2 separate regions of the Gasterosteus aculeatus genome follow, and region 1 is linked to region 2. Evidence: chromatin contacts called from public Hi-C data. All regions are on one chromosome and are shown on one strand. The core of a region is the stretch at or near the end of the contact, and the rest is flanking DNA. Distances in the headings are between cores, read along the strand shown.

What was found. A called contact is a pair of places that touch in the nucleus more often than the background predicts.
Region 1: a contact with region 2 is called in a Hi-C map of skeletal muscle, with 2.9 times the contacts expected there. The contact joins the promoter of bnc2 here to the enhancer-like site in region 2. A contact is called at or near these places in 2 of 6 Hi-C or Micro-C datasets (both in skeletal muscle).

What each region holds. Positions count from the first base shown.
Region 1 is chr9:15,988,122-15,992,459 of fGasAcu3.hap1.1, forward strand. bnc2 (basonuclin zinc finger protein 2) reads right to left here and starts at 2,852. Exons shown (of 6, transcript XM_078109092.1): 1 at 2,605-2,852.
Region 2 is chr9:15,884,787-15,889,357 of fGasAcu3.hap1.1, forward strand. It overlaps bnc2 (basonuclin zinc finger protein 2), which reads right to left. Exons shown (of 6, transcript XM_078109092.1): 3 at 3,347-3,449; 4 at 1,711-1,946. Among protein-coding and RNA genes, the nearest start is that of LOC144411604, 100 kb to the left of the region's middle. Within about 2 kb of position 2,580, at least 3 of the 9 cell types and tissues checked have open chromatin away from gene starts, as enhancers often do.

The DNA of each region.
Region 1 (4,338 bases), core at 1,602-4,101, 100 kb after region 2:
ATCCCAGTCAAGCGCCTGGAAGCCCCACTTGCATGTTTGGTCAAGGGGTAAATAATAGATCAGGGATTAGGCTTGTGTAGAATTCATTCCAGGGTAACAAGCTACTGAGGTCCCAGGATATGCATATTCATTCCTTGGCCAAGGCCGTGGGAGAAGGAGGACCATGTGCGTGTTTGTCGGATGGCTCACATTGCTAATTTAAGGAGATAGTACATACTTATGTGAGCAGCGGAACAAAGGGCCCTTAAAGGATTGTTTGAATCATTTCACGTCAACTTCAAATGCTTTTGATGCTGCTTTGATTTGACTCACTAAGTGTATTTTTTTACTCAGCAGTGTTTATTAGACAACAGAGGCTGTGGATGAGTAATACGACATGAACTGCTCGGCAAAGGAAAACGCCGCCCTTCTTTTCTTTGCTGTTTCCGATCTATCAGATAAAAAAAAATGTTGCATATGCAAGATGTGCAATAGCATGTTTGTGACAGTTATGGACTGCGTTCAACTGAGGGAAGCTTAAGGGTGCGCGCGGCTCTTCTGTAAGCACACAGCGGGATCATCAGAGATAAGAGCGCCATGTAAACAAACCACCAAGAGTCTCGGCTCACAACGCACACAAAGGTAGAGCGTCTTCATCATCGGCTGAGGCCCGATTACTTCATTTATTGTTTGATTGTAAATATCTGTTAGCTGTTATGAAAATACTCTGAATATATCGAGAACCATCAAATGGGTACTAACAGGTAAAGGCCACTTGATAGAAAAGGAGACTACATGTTAATTTGTTCATGTGACAGAATCCCACTGTTCACTAATTATCCAGTGGGACCACTGATAATGAGCTATTGGACTTGCTTTGGTCCATCAGCAGAGTGGACACCGCACTCGCGGATCCATCACGTCCACAGAGGTCCATCTGTTCATTAACTTCCAGTCACTACTAAAGCATAGACAGATCCAGAAAGGTCAGTTTAACCATCACTAAGAACCGTTGAGGCTTGGTCATTGCTCATTTGACGGCTTGGAGTTGGTTTCTTGATTACAACTAGTGATGTGATATTTCTGATCCTATGTAAATATAAGACACGTTCTTACTTGGTACTTTCTTGTTTTGTTACGTTATGTCATCACGTCAAGCCAAGTTTATTTTCATGGTCCCAAAATCACAAATTGGCCTCTGTAGGCTTCTTAAAAGCACCAACCCACATTTTTTTTACCCTAAATTGGGACAACCAACAAAAAACTGCAAAACAGCAATATTGGTCATTCAAGTGACATATTTGATAATGAAAGAAGATCAAGAGTTAATACAACTGTCTAAAAACAGTTCTCCAAACTCCCAGAGAAGGAATCACAGGTGGTGGAACTATGACGAATACTTTTCTCATCTAAAAGTTCTTTTCCGACTGGACAACATTTACTCAGGGAGATCAATGTCCCATGTCCTTGGCCTCCTCTGCCATACACAAGGGAAATATGAACCTAAATACAACCTCACCACCTTAATTTACCCCGTCTCCAAGTAAAGGACAAGCTCTCTAGTGGAAGCCCCAGGAAAATAGCCTCGCTCCTTGTTCCCACACGTCCTGCGGGAGCTAACCCGGACTGGGATGGCACGCCAGTTGGGTGAGCCCAGAGTGAGCTTCATGGCACTGTGGACACACACACACACACACACACATGTACGCTGCTGACTCTGAGAGGTAAGTCTTGTGTGGATCAATTCCTCCTTTATGAGAGCTCTGGTCTGTTGAGGATAGGACCAGAAGGTCATCAGATGGGAGTCAAACAGAGGTCCACACCGTCTCATTGGTGCGAGGGTTAGGACACAAACAAGGGGGCTTGTGCACACAGCATGTGGTGGTGGTGGGGGTGTGGGAGGGGGAGGGGGAAAAGGGGGGTGGGGAGGGGGGGCTTATGCAAGGTCAGCGACATCACATGCTTTCAGGAATGCACATGATGGCAAAGACAGAGTGTAAGGTTCGGGATGAGGGAAGGTTTTGAACTAGACTCGTCCGATTTAGGTGCACAGATAGTGTGTCTGAGGGCTGGAAAAAAAAGAAGACTGGTAATCAATGGTTTCTCTGTCCTGGGGTTTTGTAAGGCGGTCCAAGGTCTCACAGGATTCAGCATGAGGATGGCTCATGCTTGAGGTCAATAGGGGCTGAAAATTCTCCCACTGACTCTAGTGAAAGACATGATACCCTCCCTCAGGGCATCGCTTGAATAGAAATGTGTACAAACAGAATGCCAGCGATTAAGCACAAATTTAATGGACAATTTCAAAGATTTGTCACAGCCAATTTCAAATTCAAAAGTTTTAAAAAATCCTCCCACAAATAGAGTCATCAGCCTCACGACAAAGTGACTGTTATCAAAGGCGCACATGTTGCGGCCTGTCTCATTTCTATGCAGCGGGGGCGATGTTCTGCTAAACACTGCGCAGGTTTGACATCCCAACTGGCTTTTGTACAATCAATGTTCCTTTAAAGCAGGGGACCTGAGTCTCTTTAGTATCCTTTGTCACCTCCCGCAGTTCTCAGGTTCTTTCCTCCCTCAGCATCAAAGCTGGGCCGCATTAATGCAGACAATATCCCCGCTTACCTGAGGCGTCGGGCGCAGACTGTGCTTTCACAATCCTCCATGGAGTGTCATGTTTTTCCCGGGGACGTGCCTCTCTTCCTTCCTCTGACGGCGTCGGCACACCAGGGCTTGTCATTTGGTTCTTGAATTTTTCATGCAGTTGCATTTGCATGATCACAGTTCTGTGTCACTCCTTCTCCCGGTTGATTAAATGCTGCGTGGCACATGAACTCCACGGTGACTCCGCTGGGGCGGAACAGAAGTGAGACAAGCAAGCTTATTGGGATTGTCAGAGCAAGAGCTGTCTTGTTTCAAGGGGTGGCTCTTCACATATTAACTGTTGGGCAATTAGGCACAAGAGGCCCACAGAGACGTCTTCAAACAAGGATCGGTTTACATTTTATTCTCTATTGTCTGCATTCGCAGCTCTGAGTCTTAGTCAGTCGTATTATGGCGCATTCAGTCAGGAACTCAAACCACGGCGTGCACTTTTAGCGACGGCGCGCGCCGTTTAGTTGGGTAGGACGCATCATCTCAGCATAACACCGAAAAACAATCAGCCGTATTGTATATTATATTATTATGACAAGTCTGTTATAAGCAATTTTAAGCACACCGTCTCTCTCAAGAACAACAGAACATTTCAGTGACCTAGAGTTTGAAACATACATTTTTAGCTATGGTTTATGTCAATAGATTTATACTTAAAATTAGTATAACTCTTGGTTGGGTCACTTTTTAGTCACCTACAATTCCTAAAACTGCATGATACAAGCTCATTTCATGCAGACTAATTAAATGTGTTGTAGAAATAACATTTATGCTGGACGTCCTCAACATTGTTATCATTGTTATTGTGACAGTGGTGATCCTTTATACATATTGATATCGGCAAGTCCAAAAATGTACACTCTCTGTTCTTTTCTTACTCAATCTGGCTCGAGGAGCCGGGGCTCATTGTAATGACAGAACAGTTGTTATATTGTAAATGACACAGGGATTGAGATACATTTCATGAATCCTAATAACAGCATTTAGATGTAACAAGGTGAGTCATTAATAAACGGTTGAAGTAAATGTGAGAAAATGTTTTTTTTGTTTTGTTGTTTTGCAGGAAGCACATTGTTGGTGATATGAACGTGTGCTTGGCAGCGATCTGCTTTTTATGTACCTAGGATGCACTAAGATCTGGATTAATTTGTCATTATCGGGAGAGACTACAGGCACTTCAAAGAGGGAGATTCATTCTGCAGCAGCAGTCAGTGTCTAAACATGGTAGAACATGTCTGTTGAATGTGGTGGAATATGCACCTCAACAAATTCTCCCCCGACATTGAACATGCAAGCAACTGGAAATGTCTGGGCCAAATTACACACATTTCATGATGAAAGAGGTGGTGGTTTTAAAAAGTATCCCTTCGAGTTACCAGCTTCCTCAGAGAGAATTGAGTTAATTTTACTTTCTATGGACAGTATTCTGTCATATGATCTGCCTCTCATTGTTCGTAATCAATCCCTTTCAAGGTTTCTTATAATGAAATTCCAAATGACTTTTGACCTGAAGATGAAGGTGAAACTGCAGTGACCAGACTCTGTTGAACATGGTCATTGAGAGAGACAGAGAGAGAGAGGCGGGTATTCACAGATAGATAGATAGATGTGTCAGTTTGTGCGTCCAAACAAGAAACAGGGGGCAGGCAGATGTTGCGCATTATGTACCAGTCTACTGCTTCTAAAATTGTTCCGCAAATGAGG
Region 2 (4,571 bases), core at 1,330-3,829:
GGGTTCTCTGACGCGTCACTGAAGCACGTACACACTGACATCCGCAAAACACTATGTACCAAACACACACACACACCCCCACACATACATACAGGGTTCTTTGTCAGTCTAAAGACGCTGGGACACATTTTGTGAAGAAAAAGTGAGGAAAGTGAGACTTCTCTTTGAATATAATTCCGATATACGGCATGTATGTAATGTTTTAAATCAAATGATGTCCCCTGACATCAAGATTAAAAAAGTTATTATCTGTCTTCTGAAACCTGTTCTACTAATTTTATCTCTTTAAGACGTGGATGGGGGACGGGGAGAAAACCCCTTGACACAAAGCCTTGCCCAGAGGCTTGAGGAAGATGATTGAATTTCATAGCTACTTACAGGCTAATAGGGCCGCACAATGACTACTTACTTTCCTTAAGTGACTGGCTGCTTCTCGCCGGCACGCGGACCCTTTGAAGCCCTCCCGAGGACATGGAGGGGGTTTAGCCGGTAGCGCGACATGAGGCTGAGCAGCCGAGCACCAGCTGATGTAAACACAGGGCTCCGATGGCCGCGTCACTCTGCGCTTATGTTTAGTGTAGTTTAGCAACGGGGAAAATAATAGAATTGGGATTTTTTTTTTAGAGTGGAAACCGTTTTCAGTTGGTCAAAAATTTTGATATACAATATATATATCACCTGTGCAGATATGCTTGTCTGTGTAACATATGATTTTAGATTTAATATTTAGTGATTTTAGATTCACAACACATTTGACGAAACCGTTATTCAATTAAGCAAAAATACTTTTTATTAATAGTTATGTATTGAAGCAAAACAAGTTCGAATTAAATATTTGAATGATAAAATGCAGCAAATTAGTTGACTAAGTTTGAATGACTAACTGGGGTTATTATATTAAATATTATTTATTTATTTAAGTTTTTAAATTGAATTCTTAGTTGTAATCTTAAATTGGCACACCATTGGCACATCCATATAACTGCTGGGCTGTTATTGTTTAATTTGTGTGTGTGTTCTTAAAGACTTTCAAAGGAAAGGGGACCTGGTCTGCGAGCGCTTTACTCACAGAAGCTGTTTCCACGTACAAACCACCTTCTCCTCGCCATGCGGTTCCACTTACACTCTCGGCACACTAAACCATATACGCATACAGATAAGCACATGCGCACACAACACACACACACACGTATACAAACGCACACGCACACTAACCACATGCACATGTTCACTTGCTCTTAACTAATTCATTCAGGAACACTTTGGTTTGGGTTTCAACACCAAAACCTCCGTACCTTTGATTGAGAAATGTGCCTGACTGCAATTACAAGGGAGGGAGTGGGTGGAGGGAAGGGTGGATGGAGAGAGGAAACGCACCACAGTGCTTTCATAGTTTGCTGGCATGACATTTTTCTTCCCTTGTTTATTTATTTCATTCCTTTCCCCTTTTTCGGCGAAGGGGCAACGTGTTTATTGGGCAGACTGAAGGAGAAATAACAGCAGGGAAAATGGCCCCGGCAATGGGGCTGAAGTGGCTGAGATTGTCCCAATTGTGCTTGCGATCGATACCCTCTCAGAATAACTGCAGATATATAAATGCACTTGGTGAGTAAGTAACGTGTGTGATTGTGCGTGTGCACGGAGTAAGTACCGCTAATTCCTTCATGACCTTTAAACTATACCCATTCCGCGTGCTCGTTGGTCACTGACCTGCAGGATGTAGCCCCTGACGTAGTCCCGGAGGGTCCAGCCCAGGCCGTGCAGGATGTGCAGCACCTCCTCCTGCTTCAGCACGGAGAAGAGGCGGTCGAGAAGGATCTTGAGCCGCACGGGGACGGCCTGGGTGCCGTACAGCATCAGGCTGCTGATGTCGAACACCACGTTGGACTGAACGATCTCCACCTGGGTCGGGTGGTACAGGTGCTGGGTGCTGAGCTTGTCCAGGGCTGCGTGAATCACCGGGTGACAGGATGAGAAGACAAAGGAAGACGCACACGCGTGACACTCACAGAGGCCGACAGGCACGGTCAATGACTATCAACGTCCCGCCGCCTCCCGAATCGTCCTTCAGTCAGCACTGGCTGATAAGGACACATCAACCAGATAAGAGCAATGACATCAACGTAATTATCTGCCACAGTTTTTTTTTTCTTTTGCGTTCATGAATTCTGGCTACTTCTTCCATTTTTAGTCCCTTCTTCCGTCTCCATCTCAACCCCAACTGCCGCTACAACCAAACTATTACTGAGTTTGAGTCTTATCTGTTTGTGGCTTGACTCGCATTTCTCGTCGCTTCACTTTTCTTATCTTTATATATTTGCTTCTAATGAGGCGTGTGCTCAAATGGTTAACGGTGCTAGGAAATCAAGGATTACGGAAGTGGACGGTTGGGGGGGTGGGGGGACAAGTCAAAGGTTAAAAAAAGACCTTTGTGGAGCTTAATCGTGAGTGCATGTCATGGTTTTGTTATTGCCCCCCTTGAACGCAACCTCACTCACCTCTTTCTCCTCTCCGGCTGTCTGCGCTACACCTGGTCTACTCTCTCTCTTTTTTTTTTTTTTCCTCTCTGTTTCAATCGCTCTCTCTCCCCTCCCCTCGTGCCTCTCGCCCCACTCCCCCCCCCTGCCTCCTCCCTGTCGGTCTGGGTGACACCTGGTTGGGTCTCTCTCTCTCTCTCTCTCTCTGATCCTGGGACGGCTTTTTCCCGCTGACGAGTGCTTTGCCTGACAACAGGGCGCAGCCAGACACGAACATAATAAAAAATGAAGAACTACTTGTCAGAGTCGCTGCCAATGCCGACATGAAATGAAAAGTGGGGGAGAGGAGAGATGGGCGGCTGACAGTTCAGAGGGAGAGATTAAAAAGTAGTCAATGGGGTCTTGTGCGATCCGCTGAAGGGCCCACAGACTCGCTCTTGTGCCGACGCGAGCCAAAACCTTTTTTTTTCTTTTTTCCCCCCTTCTCTTTGTACTTTTGGGCCTCCTCTCCCTTTTTTTTTTTTTTTTTTTTTTTTTTTTTTTACACCCGCGTAAAAAAGGCATGAGGTGTGGTCCGGCTTCTCTATCTGTTGTTTGGCTGTGTTCTTCTTTTTTTTTTGACAGTAAAAATAAAGGTTTTCTACTCTGGAAAATGAGTAAAAACATTTGGATGCTGTCTGCAGTAAATACAAAACGACACATGAGAAAAAGGAGACCCGTGAAATGCATCAGTTGTAATTTCCAATGTAGTTTTCATTTCTCCACAGCGAGAGGTTTTACTTTTATAAGGACAAATAAAACTGGTATTTTCTTTTTATTGAAACCATATTCAGGAAAAACCTGCCACCCCTAACAAAGAATGTACTCACCGTGAGCTACCCAGCCATGTTTGCACTGGTCACATGTCCGTAGGTGAATCTTCCCTGGCTGGAAACACTCGCATGTGCAGTTCACCAGCGTGCAGCGAATGGCCTGCAGAGACACAAAAACACAAAGACGATTCCACATCAATCACAACTCAGAGGCCAGGACCGAGAACGGGCAGTTGTCAGTGATAAATACAAAAAAGGAGGGCGGCGGACAAATTTCTCCACCAAACTCTGACCTAAAAATGTAAATACAGATACAGAAAGAATATCAGCCGTTGCAGCCATTTATCCACACAACAAATTCCCCAACTACTGTTTCATTCCAATTGCGCTGAATGTGGCGCGAGTTCATGAGAACCGACAAAGGACTTTCCCTCCTGAAAACGCAGAAATGTAACTTGTTTTGACTGAGGCTTCATTACTCAACACCGGTGCAGCACTTAGTCTGACCCCGGGAAGCTTTTAGTAGTGAGAGGTTAAGTGTCCAGACTTGACGAGGGCAACTCAGTAGAGCACAAAGGATCGTCTGCCGAAGCCTTCATCATCTCTCTTAAACACCTCCAACAGAAATCCGGGTGCATTTTGCAGCAAGTTGGTGTTTCACATTCTTCAACCAATAAAAAGAACGTACAGAAGGGGAAAAAAAGGTGCGATACACACAGAAATCATCTGATGGGGAATCTGCAGAGGATGTGTGTAGCAAACCATGCAAAAAAAAGAGTGATGTTAGAATAAAGTGGTAAATTGCTTGTCATTCTAAGCAGCAATTCTATGCAATAAGAATAATGCATTTTACATTTGACACATATGTTGTTGGCAAATGACTTTGGATTTCTAGTCATTTAGGATGAAAAGAAGCTACAAATCCGTAACAAAGAAAACAGTTACAGATTGTTGTGCACGTGTTGCATACAAGGTGACTGCTGAGAGTGATTTTATTATGACAGGAAATCCTAATTATCCAGTGCTGAGGAAACGTATCACGTAAATGTGAAAGCACTATCTGGCACATGTCTGAGTGCTTGTCCTCACACCAATGCTACTTATCACCGCGTTAAACTTCATGAATTTACAATCCGCACTAAATACGCTACCTACATTGTCTCACTGTTATTCTTATACGGCAACGCTGGGACAATAATGTGACACCGACGTGCACACAAAGGGTCGTAGGTTGGAGTCCATGTCTGAGCCTGCAACCTATATTTCACAATGTCTGAAACAG